Linked DNA regions of Sus scrofa: regions 2, 3 and 4 are each linked to region 1. The links are chromatin contacts, called in public Hi-C maps. All regions are on one chromosome and are shown on one strand. Each heading gives the region's core, a stretch centred on a gene start, on an enhancer-like site or on the middle of the called end of the contact. The rest is flanking DNA. Distances are from core to core; before and after follow the strand shown.

Evidence for each region. Hi-C and Micro-C count contacts between places; a contact is called where the count stands out from the background.
Region 2: a Hi-C map of liver shows a contact between it and region 1, with 2.1 times the contacts expected there. The contact joins two enhancer-like sites. A contact is called at or near these places in 2 of 47 Hi-C or Micro-C datasets (embryonic fibroblasts and liver).
Region 3: a Hi-C map of liver shows a contact between it and region 1, with 17 times the contacts expected there. The contact joins two enhancer-like sites. A contact is called at or near these places in 4 of 47 Hi-C or Micro-C datasets (embryonic fibroblasts and liver).
Region 4: a contact with region 1 is called in a Hi-C map of liver, with 2.0 times the contacts expected there. The contact joins two enhancer-like sites. A contact is called at or near these places in 6 of 47 Hi-C or Micro-C datasets (liver, skeletal muscle and subcutaneous adipose tissue) and 1 of 2 datasets of contacts at active chromatin or transcription factors (skeletal muscle).

What each region holds. Positions count from the first base shown.
Region 1 is chr16:47,188,640-47,191,339 of Sscrofa11.1, reverse strand. All of the region lies in intron 1 of LOC102159961 (a long non-coding RNA gene), which reads left to right. Among named protein-coding and RNA genes, the nearest start is that of SLC30A5, 95 kb to the left of the region's middle. Within about 2 kb of position 1,254, at least 8 of the 83 cell types and tissues checked have an H3K27ac peak or open chromatin away from gene starts, as enhancers often do. A contact at or near this core is called in liver, where this site is marked.
Region 2 is chr16:46,859,584-46,862,283 of Sscrofa11.1, reverse strand. The region is part of intron 2 of LOC102159645 (a long non-coding RNA gene); the gene reads left to right. Among named protein-coding and RNA genes, the nearest start is that of SLC30A5, 420 kb to the left of the region's middle. Within about 2 kb of position 1,358, at least 1 of the 83 cell types and tissues checked has an H3K27ac peak or open chromatin away from gene starts, as enhancers often do. A contact at or near this core is called in liver, where this site is marked.
Region 3 is chr16:46,916,163-46,918,862 of Sscrofa11.1, reverse strand. All of the region lies in intron 2 of LOC102159645 (a long non-coding RNA gene), which reads left to right. Among named protein-coding and RNA genes, the nearest start is that of SLC30A5, 370 kb to the left of the region's middle. Within about 2 kb of position 1,377, at least 10 of the 83 cell types and tissues checked have an H3K27ac peak or open chromatin away from gene starts, as enhancers often do. A contact at or near this core is called in liver, where this site is marked.
Region 4 is chr16:46,836,802-46,839,501 of Sscrofa11.1, reverse strand. The region is part of intron 2 of LOC102159645 (a long non-coding RNA gene); the gene reads left to right. Among named protein-coding and RNA genes, the nearest start is that of PIK3R1, 400 kb to the right of the region's middle. Within about 2 kb of position 1,406, at least 12 of the 83 cell types and tissues checked have an H3K27ac peak or open chromatin away from gene starts, as enhancers often do. A contact at or near this core is called in liver, where this site is marked.

The sequences.
Region 1 (2,700 bases), core at 5-2,504:
ACTGGGAGGGAAGATCTGGAGTCTGGGGCGCAGTGTGGACTGTGGGCAGCCAAGGGCACTGGGGGGCAGGAGAGAACTGCTAGTCACCCGTGTAGCTGCTGCTGCTGCTGCCTCTCCTGCTGCTGGGGAGAGTTCCAGCGGGGCTCTCCGGCTCCTTGCAACCTTAGGTCCTACGCAGGTTATTCTGTGGAAGGCTGTGTTCCCACAGTTGCTTCTTTTGCGGTGAAATCCAGGAGGGTGCTTGGTGCTGCAGAGTTCTCAGCTGCATCACTGGTACCGCCTACCCTCCAGGCCCCTCTCCCCATTTCCAGTGTGGGAAGCTGCTCATCCTGAAAAGAAAAGAAAAGAAAACCACTGTTCTGGTTGTTGGAGTTAAGCCCAGCCAAGAGATGGCTGCTTTGGGGCATGAAGGCAGAGATAACCTAGTGACTGTTCCCCCGTCTCCAGGTGATGACTAAGTCACCTGAAGCCAATGTTACTAAGCCTTATCCTCCTATCATGGGGCATCCTGAGACCACAGAAAGATAGGACTTACTGAAGATCAAGACACAACGTTGTTTCAGTTTATTTTTTAATTTTTTTTTTGTCTTTTAGGGCTGCATATGCAGCATATGGAGGTTCCCAGGCCAGGGGTCCATTCAGAGCTGCAGCTGCTGGCCTACGCTAGAGCCACTGGAACGCGGGATCTGAGCCGTGTCTGCCACCTACACCACAGCTCAGGCTGATGCCAGATCCTTAACCCACTGATCGAGGCCAGGGATCAAACCCACGTCCTCAGGGATGCTAGTCAGGTTTGTTAACTGCTGAGCCACGACGGGAACTCCTTGTTTCAGTTTAATAGATTGTGCTGGCGGGGAATCTTAACATAAATTCCACAGAATGCTTTTAGTGACATTTTCCTGGCTCACCTATCAGATGGAATCAGAGTACATGGCCATTTCCCCGCTGGAACAGCCGAGCTCAGGCTCACCTAATTTTGATGGAAGCATCTCGATGGCGTCACACATCGTATGGGAAAGCTGGGAGGCCAAAGTTGCACACTGTAGCCCCTTCTAGGTTCTTGGGCTTTGCTGCAGGCTGGTTATAACCTCTAGGGGGTCCCCCTTCCTCCAGCTCCTGGCAGCCAGGCAGCCATCCACTTGAATCTAAAGTAAACAAATGTCCACTTGCAACACCCACTGGCAAGGTGATGCTGCCAGGTGGGGTGATGGGACTGAAGGGCAGGGGCAGGGCTGAGGTCAGGTCCAGCTGGTCTGGTTTTAGACTTCCACCCTGCCCTGTCCTGACTTGTCATGTGGAAAGGGTGTGGAAAGGAGGTCACCTCTGTGGCTAGTGCCCTCAGCCCACGTTGGATTTGCGTTTGGAGGGTGAGCTGGTGCTGTGCCTGTGGAGGGGGCCTAGTGGAGAGAGAGAGGAGAAGAGGGTATACTGGGGCCATTCAGGGGCTAAGCTGCTTGTCATGGCACTGGCTGGTTGTGTGCATGTTAAAGAATACATTAATATGGGAAGTTTCCACTGTGGCTTAGTGGTAATGAACCTGACTAGTATCCATGGGGATGTGGGTTCAATTCCTGGCCTTGCTCAGTAAGTTAATGATGTGGCGTTGCCATGAGCTGTGGTGTAGGCATGTGTAGGCACGTGGCTCTGGCTGGCATCTGCAGCTCTGATTCAACCCCTAGCCTGGGAACATCCATGTGCCACAGATGTGGCCCTAAAAAAAAAAAAAAAAAAAAGGAATACATTAATATAATATGGGTATCCACAAGTCATAAGAGAATGAGGATTAGAGAAATTGAAGACATTTTGAATGGGTCACTTATTTATTGTATTTATATCCAATGGTCCTGTGGGCACCTCTTAGAAGTAACATCCCCAGAACCAGGTTTGTATAAAGAAACCCCGTATTAGCTCTGGGTGGTCACTGACCAGTGGGTTTGGGGTTGGGGGTTCGTTCAGGTGGCCAAGGAGTTTCTTGCCAAGTCTAAGATTCTCCAAATTATCCTGGATTTGTTAGGTGAAACTTTCTAAAAGCCTTTGCAGGGAATTCTGCAAATGACATTGCTCACAGTTGCCACTTCTCCTCCTTGGGAAGGTTATCCTTTGGTCTCTGGAGTCAGTGTGGAAATGAATGTGTATGGGCTCACTTAGGTAAATCTTTTAGAGACACTGGGATCAGTTTGGCTGAAGTCTTTATGTACTCTTACTGGATGCGACCCTGACATGCTAATGAGGGTCAGGCAGAATGTTATTGCCCTGGATTCATTCTCCCTCCTGGAGGAATCGTCTTTATTTAAAGCAGGATGGTTCATAGTTTGTCAGAAGAAACATGTTAAATGTCTTGCGGAAGGAAGATGTCACCGAAATGGCTTTCCATGTGCTTCTTAGAATCAAAAGTCTCACTTATGACATAGGTTGAGTTCATGAGGATTGGCGAAAGTAGGTTTTTATTAGAAATATTTTATTATATGGAAAGAAGGGATCGTTCTAAATCTAAATGCTATTTTTGCCTATCGTGTTACTCTCCCCAGAGTCCAACTAAGCATGAAAACTTCTTTCAAATGCTTAAGAATAATGTATATGTGTATATATGTAACCTAATCCTCGTAGAATCACCATGAGATGGATTTTGTTGACTCTGTTGTTCAGATGATGCTCAGAGAAGTATTTTGTCCAAGGTGCCACAGCAAAGAAGTCGTAGAA
Region 2 (2,700 bases), core at 109-2,608, 330 kb after region 1:
ACATTTTCTTTCATGTTTTGTATTTTTATGTCACTCCTGTCCTTTCTCATGATATTGTTTCATTGCTTGTGCCTGACTGAATTTGAGGCTTGGATGGATGCCAGATGGCTAATAATTCACTCTAATAAGACAAGGGGATGTGTTAAAAATGGGCAAACATCTAGAAAATGTGTCTGAGATCATTTTGGTTCTCTCAATTAAAGGCATGACTCTTGTCTTTTTCCCCAATGGATTTTGGAATTCCCATGCTGTGGTTCCTGGCAAGTTTGAGGGCAAGCAATGTAAGATATCTTTCCACAAACACATAAAATGAATAACCATCTTTAAAAAACAAAAAAACGAGAGGGGTCCTCGGCTAGTCCCAGTGTAGACTGAGAATTGAACTGAGTCTAAGTAATGGCGGCGGGGGGGGGTCACGATGTCTGAGAAAAAATGATAGAGAAGATAAAATCCATTCTGAAGAGCTAATGTAAAAGAGTCATCATTTGTTGCATGCCTACTCTGTGTCCTCCAGCATCTTATATGATAGATAATTCTTGTCCTTGTTTTATATCTTTTGAAAGATAACCAACAAGCTAGTCTTATAGAGGTGAAATTATTGGCCCTGAAACATATAGCTAATAAGTAGAAGAGCTGGACTTTGAACTCTGATTTGAGCTGAGTCCAAAGCTAGAAATAGCAACAAAAAGCTAGTATTATTGAGTACTCATCTGGACAAGTATTGTGCTAAGTGATTTACATGTATTAGTTCTTTAGATATGACAGCATATATCTGAGCTAAGCACTTCTATTTTAAAGATAAGAACATAGAAACGTAGTGCAGCTAAGTAGCATGCCCAAGGTCACACAGCTAGTAAGTTGCAAAATCGGGAACTGAATCTGACTTTGACACCGGTACTTTTTCTCCATGAAGATCTTTTCTTTCTTTTTAAATATTATTTTAAAAAGAAAATCATTTTATTTATGATTATGAAATGCTCACACTTATTGAAATTTCAAATAATACACTGCTGTTTGCATCACTCCATGCTATTTGCTCCAGACATATGTTCTGAATCAGCCGTTGTCCTTGGGAGAATTTAGCACCCTATTTCCACTCCTCATAGTTTGAAAGTTATCTTTTCCTCATGAAAATATATTTTTGGGGTAACTACTAAGGAATGATTTATGTAATTACTAGGCAATCTTGGTGTTGTCAAGCGTGACCCAAGTACCTGGAAAAGTTAATAAGTGAGTGATTGTTTAATTACTTAACTACTAATGATTTTCCAGGAATCGAACCATTTGGTTTTGCACCTGAACATTTTTTATTAAGTCACTTGGAAATAACCAGTGAGACAGCAGAGTTCTGAGCTCCAAAGGTCATTGCATTAGGGCCACCATTATTGATTCCACCATGGGGGTTCCACTAAAATATCGACTGGGATATTGACCAGTTATTTTAATGCATTCTCTCTTTTAGTGGGCATGAGTAACATATTGAATGATCCAAAAAAAAAAAAAAATTGTGCTTTCCAAATCTTGCTCCCTAAACTGGAAGCCTTTTCTTTGATATGCTTACATTTTCTTTCAATTGGTGATCTTACTAGGAAATGATTTTCCAGAGCTTGGGCTTATATTAAATTTGATTATATAGACAATGGATGCCAGATTTCAGAAATTCTTTTGATACATAGAGATCCTTTGTACTTGAGCATTTCCCCCAACTCTTTTACCAGCACATACTCACACACACATATATATAAAACCCTACCACCCAGTTTCTCCCACCCTTCACCTGATTGGTTTTGAGATACTCAGCAAGGACAGGAGGATAAATAGTTCAAAGAGTTATTAGAAAGAAACTAAGGTGAGGAAATATTTCTTCCTGGATACAAGGTGAAGGTTTCTTGTCCTTGGAGTGGGTCCTCTTAGCAGGTGTCAGAGTCACCTGTAGGGCTTGTTAAAACATAAGTTCTGGGGGCCCACTCCCAGGGAGTCTGGGATAGTGGATCTAGGGTGGACCCTAAGAATCTGTATTTCTCATAACTTCCCATGTGCTGCTGATTGTAGTGGTTTTAAAACATGGCCACCAATTCTTCCACACTCCTCCTTCCCTCTGAGCTCGCCCACAGGTCTACTCTCTATCACCTTCATATTCAGTTAACCAATAAGGCATGTAGATTTTACCCTTTAAACATTTCTCAAACCTGCTGATTTCTTTGCAGTGACCAAATTCCTACCCTCTTCATCTCTCACCTGGACTACGATAATCATCTCTTTATTCTTCTCTATGCCTCTAACAGTACCCTGCCTTAAACCCATCTACCCCTCTGTGTACAGTGTCATATTTAATTTTAAAATCAATTCCTTATCTTTCCTGTAACATTCTCATTCATCTTTTAACACTCCAGAAACTGTATCTTCAAGGAAGCCTCCTTTGAAACTCCTGCTGGGTCAGATGGTTCTCTCTGTCTTACATATCCCCCTGTGCATACTTTTAACTTAGTTTATTTTCCATTTGTTGAAATTGTGGGCAGTGGTTTCATCCATTAAAATATAAGTCCCTTCAGGCAGAAACCATGGCCTATTTGTCTTCCTACCCCAACCACCTATGATAGGAAGATAATAGTTGCTTAACAAATGTCATACCACACTAATCAGTGACACCAGATTAGGTGGTGAGGACATGACAGCATACAGTTTATTCATTTATTCATT
Region 3 (2,700 bases), core at 128-2,627, 270 kb after region 1:
TGCCCCTGTGGAGCTTCCATTCTAATGGAGAGACAGGCCTGTTGAAATAGTCACACAAACATAAAATTGCAACCGTGACAAGTGACATGGAAGGGAGACCTTTGGGGAGTATAAGAGCAGTTGTCCAGTGCTCCCTGCAGGCCTGGCTTTGTGCTGAGACTGTCACACATATTAATCCTGGTGCCCCTTACAACAGCTGTTTGATGTAGGTGCTGATGTGCATGCCCATTTTGCTGACTCTTAGGTGGGCAAAAGTCACACACGTAATAGGTGGTAGAGTTTAACTTCTGAATCTGATGAGTTGTCCTCAGAGCCTGAGCTTCTACCTTCCATCCAAGATGCCTCGAGCTGACATCTGCAGAATGAATATATGACAACTGGTTAAAGAGGGGGAAGGGGAAGTGCTCCAAGGTGGAGTTAAAAGTAAATGGTTAGACCTTGAAGCAGAAAAGAGAGTAGAGGACGTAAAAAAAGGCCTGGGTGGTTGGAGTAGAGAGAGTGGTAGGGAGGGGAAAGAGAAGGTGGGTGAGGTGGCAGGATCCCACCGCTCCCAGGCCTTGCAGTCCAGGTTAAAGAGATCCAAGGGGGAGGGGGAGGGAGTGGGATGGACTGGGAGCTTGGGATTAATAATGCAGACTATTGCCTTTGGAATGGATTAGCAATGAAATCCTGCTGTGTAGCACTGGGAACTACGTCTGGTCACTTATGATGGAGCATGATAATGTGAGAAAATAGAATGTATACATTGTATGTGTAACGGGTCACCATGCTGTACAGTAGAAAAAAAAATAAAGTATTGGGAAAATAAACAAAAGAGATTCATCTTTACCCAGAGAACTGTGGGGAGCCCCCGGGAGTTTTCAGTAGGGAGGGGACACTGAGGTTTTCCCTCATGACCTATTTAACGTTTACAGCCACCCAAGGAGGAAGATGGGAGCCATTTCACCAAAGAGATGGCGGGGGGGGGGGGGGGGGGGACACGGGGAGACAAATGCTTTGAGAAGGCCACAAGATTGAAATGGGCATAGCTGGACTTTCCACTCAGGCTTGGCCATTTTCAAGCCCATTCTCCTAACCACCACAGCCCCAGCACCCTCTGTTCCAGGCTCCTTCGGCACTGAGCATACCTTCCCCAATGTCACCAGTGAGTTAGGTTGACACCCAGAAATTCTGCCCCTGTGGACTTGGATGTCTGAACACAGACAGGATTCCATGCATCTCAACAGTCATTCTTTAACTTCTCAATTTTTGAGTCTCTGTTTATTTTCTTGCGCTCCAGCTCCAATTCACCCTTTCACCGCGGCACCCCACCCCCCACCACTCAGTGCTGCCCTGGGACACTGGACACGTGACCTCCGATAAGAATCACTCCATTCAGAGGAGCTGGCAGGTGGATGTCCTCTTTGCTCAAACATGCGTGAAGGTCTCCACTCCCTAGATCTCATGGCTGTGGAGTTGGGAACTCTGGCTGGCCCTCCTCTGTTCTTTTGGAGATAGTGCGTTTCTCCCTCCAGGTAAACTTCAAACTAGTGTTCATTTAAATATTAATTTGCAATTGCGCCATCTCTTCTGTGATATTACCACAGTCTGTGGCAATTAGGCTGAGCGGGCCTCCTCGCTCTCTTGAATCGCACGTCAAGGCAGCGCGGGGACTTGCTGCCGAGTCCGATCCTTCCTTTCACGCCATCCGAAACGCTCTGCACGGCGAACCACATTGAAATGAGCCCCTTCATCTTCCGCATGGATAATTAAACTTCAAACACTGTTTATCTCAGTCCCCAAATCCTCCGAATGCAGAAGCAAATTAATTTTAAATCTATATCTGCTTTAAATAGTAATTGTTTAATCAACAGGCTTGATGTATAATTATATTCTTTGTTCGTTCTCCCGGCAGGCTTGAATAGACCACATAATTCCTGGGTTGCTTTCATTTCTGTAATTAGATCATGTGACAGACCCTCACTATATTACAGTTGACTCTAGTTACTTCTCCCCCCACCCCCTTCGAAGTTCTAAAACGGTTTCTCATGAATACTTAGATTATAACAGCTCAGCTTAACACCGAGCTGTGAGTGTTTTGCTTTAATCCTTTATTCTTCTTTCACCTAATAATTTACTCTGGAGCAAGTGATCTTACTGGTGGCTGCTACACTGGGCTGGCTGTATCCTTGCAGAATTAAGAGTTCTTGTCCTTATTTTGAACCAGTTTCCCTAAAGGAAAACCCTTTCGGACCACCACATAGAAACACACTCTCTGGACTCTTTGAAGCCACTGTTATCCTTGTAGAAGAATGTAAGGTTCAAACTGAACAACAAAAGCATATACTGGGCTTTTGTTTTTTAATCATCTGTGGCTTCATGGAGAAAGAGTAAGTCATTTTCCTTATTAGAAAGAGCAGTTTTGTCTCCAAGAATTTACTTTACTTGCTTGGCTTCATCCCATAAAAATGAGAGCTGGATATTAGATAATTAGGTCAACATTGAGATCGTTTCACTAATTGGAATTTGTTTGTCCCACACAATATGCCTGATTTTCTATGGGACTGAGCTAGAAATAGGATGGTTCAGCCAATCTGGCTCTTTCAGCTTCTTTTATCACTCATGTCCTCTGGCTCATTATCTTTCAGATTTTATTTCCCAGAGTTCTTATAATTCTTAATATTTTTCTTCTTTTTGTTATTGAGGTATGCAAAATTGAAT
Region 4 (2,700 bases), core at 157-2,656, 350 kb after region 1:
TTCTTCTGGTCCATGCAGATAATAAAAGCCCCCTGTCAGCCATCCAGCTGCAGTGATGACCTTCCTTTCCAGTGAGCATTTCTTATTCATTTGCTGCTTTGTGCTAGTTTCCTAGGCTAGACAGCACATTGGCTTTGGTTCAGTTCTTACTATCTTGGTGAGGGAGGAGGTGAGCAGCTCACCTTTCCCTCAGGTCAATGGATTGCTGCCTTTTATGGTGCTGGGGCAGGCTGAGTTATTCAATAACTATTAGGCATTTCCACTGAACTCCCAAGGCATGTAGGCAATTTCGGTGTTTCAGGAACTTATTTCCCCACAAATACATTTGACACTGAATCAAACCTGGATGAGCCAAATTTTATTTTTCCAAATTTGAGGGATGGGTAAACCTGGCTTTGTGTTCAGTTCACTGAATATCTCAGAACAATTTTTCAAATGTCCTGGGTTTGGCCAAAACCAAATCTACTCTGCCAAACATTTTATTTAATTTAATAATAATAATAAAAACCTCAAATTATATCCATATGTTTGATTCACTTTTTGCACTCAATCCATCAAAATATTTTGTAAGAGTTATCTGAAGTCCAAGAGGACTTCTATGCCATTAGAAAAAAGAATGAGCCAGTGTAAGCTTTTCTCATCCCACGTTTTTTTCCCCTGCTCATGGGGAAGTTCTGTCTTCCCAGTCCCCATCTGACTCAAGCCTTATCTGTACTCTTGCTCCGCTCCCATTCCACACCAGTTCTAGTCTTGTCTGATCACTAATTGAAGTGACTCCTAGAGACGTTATCCACTTTGCCTTCCCTGTGCTGACTGAGGAGGAAATAAGTAAAAGACAGGAAAAAGTGAAGAAAAAACCCTGTAGCTTTTGCTTTAGGAAGGAGCCCAGTTGCTATAGTAACTTGCATCTTCTGTGACCATGGAATTGAATGAAGAGACATATTCCCACGTATCTGTGGGTATATTTGGTGTTTAAAGGGGATAAGAGAGATGGTCAAAAGCTCCCCCTTCTAGATATGATCTACAGAGGTAGCTCCAACAGAAAGATTTGGGGAAAGAAAGAAAACCAACTACTGGAAAGCTGCTGGCTAACTTCTACTGATTTAAAGTTTAAGATAGATTGGACAGGAAGACATGCAGCTGGCTGATTGGAAAGGAGACTGTAGGTTCCATACATTGATGTATTTACTTTGTAGGCTAGCTGGGCTTCTCTGGGCACCTGATGATCCACTGGTGACTGAAGAGAAGGAGGGAGGGTCAGAAAGGGAGGCTGGTAGCCTTGGCTGCTCTCTTCAATGAGGTAATCCTTTCTCAGTGCTGCACTGCCATCCCTGTGTCCGCTGCCAGTGCCCCGAGAGCTCCAGATGCAATTGATCTCATTATAGATCAGAACAGAGTTGGCTTGGACAGCCTGTTCTTTCCTAGTGGTTAGGACATAGCATATTTTTCCTCCCCCTCCCTCTCTCCCTCAGCCCTATCTTAGTCTCTTGGCTGAAGGTTCTTTTGTCTTTGGATTAATCTAGGGTTAATCAGAGTTTATTTACTTGCCGCAAGCCTTGAGCTGACAAGGTAGACACAGTCTTCAGATATCTCTGAAAACCCGCTCCCATTGTCAATGTGTGCTCTAATTTGTTTAACCTATGTCTATATTGGACTCCAACTGACCCGAAGAAACTGGGCACATGGTTTAAGATTAAATCAAAGGTTAGTTCTGCCCTTATCTTAGATGGAATTCTCATTCTGATGCTGACTTGCCAGGAGGCTTCTCAGTACTTTGTTTCTCTTAGAGAGTATTGAATAGAGGAATCATGGGACCTGAAAGGAATTTCAGCCGCTCTCTGTCTTCGCCTCCAGTAAGGACTGCACTTCAGAGATTCTCCTCTGAATTTTAAAAAGTGAAAAACCAAACAAAACAAAGTCCCTTAATAGCGAGCTCCTTCTTCAAACTGTCTAGAGAGAAACCCACACACTCCTTGCTAACGTGTTCCATAATTTCTGTAATGAAAGGCAGTCCCTAATGAAGGTAATTATGGGGGGCAGAGATGAGGGGTGATGAGTTGCCTTTCTTTCCGAGGGAAAGTAAGCAGTAAAAAGCAAGAGCTGAACACAGTTCTGTGGTTTGTGAGTTTGCAGAACTTTTTCCTTACCTGGACCCCAGAAACAAGCTCTAGTTTGACTCTGAGTTTCTTGGTATGTATAATGAAGAGCCCTCAGTTTCCTTACAACTCTAAGATTGTTCTTGTTGGTAATTCCATCCACTTGGGAAATCAGTTGTTGGATTCAGAAGAAAAATGCAATTGCTGACCACTGGTTGTTTCACATCCGTCTCAGAAATCTTCCTTACTTGCATGCTACCCAGACAGGATATGTAGACTTTTCTTTTTGGGGTCCATGCTAAAGTTTCATGCTTTAGAGTTACTAGTAGAGTCTCCTAAACTTTTTCCCTCATTTTTTTCTTTTTTTTTTTTTCCTCACTTGTGGCATAGAGAAGTTCCCAGGCTAGGGATCGAATTGGAGCTGCAGATGCTGTCCTAAGCCACAGCCACAGCAATGCCACATCTGAGCCCCATCTGTGACCTACACTGTGGTTCACCGGCAACACCAGATCTTTAACCCACTAAGTGGGGCCAGGGATCAAATCTGTGTCCTCATGGATACTAATCAGGTTCGTTAACCACTGACCCACCATGGGAACTCTGA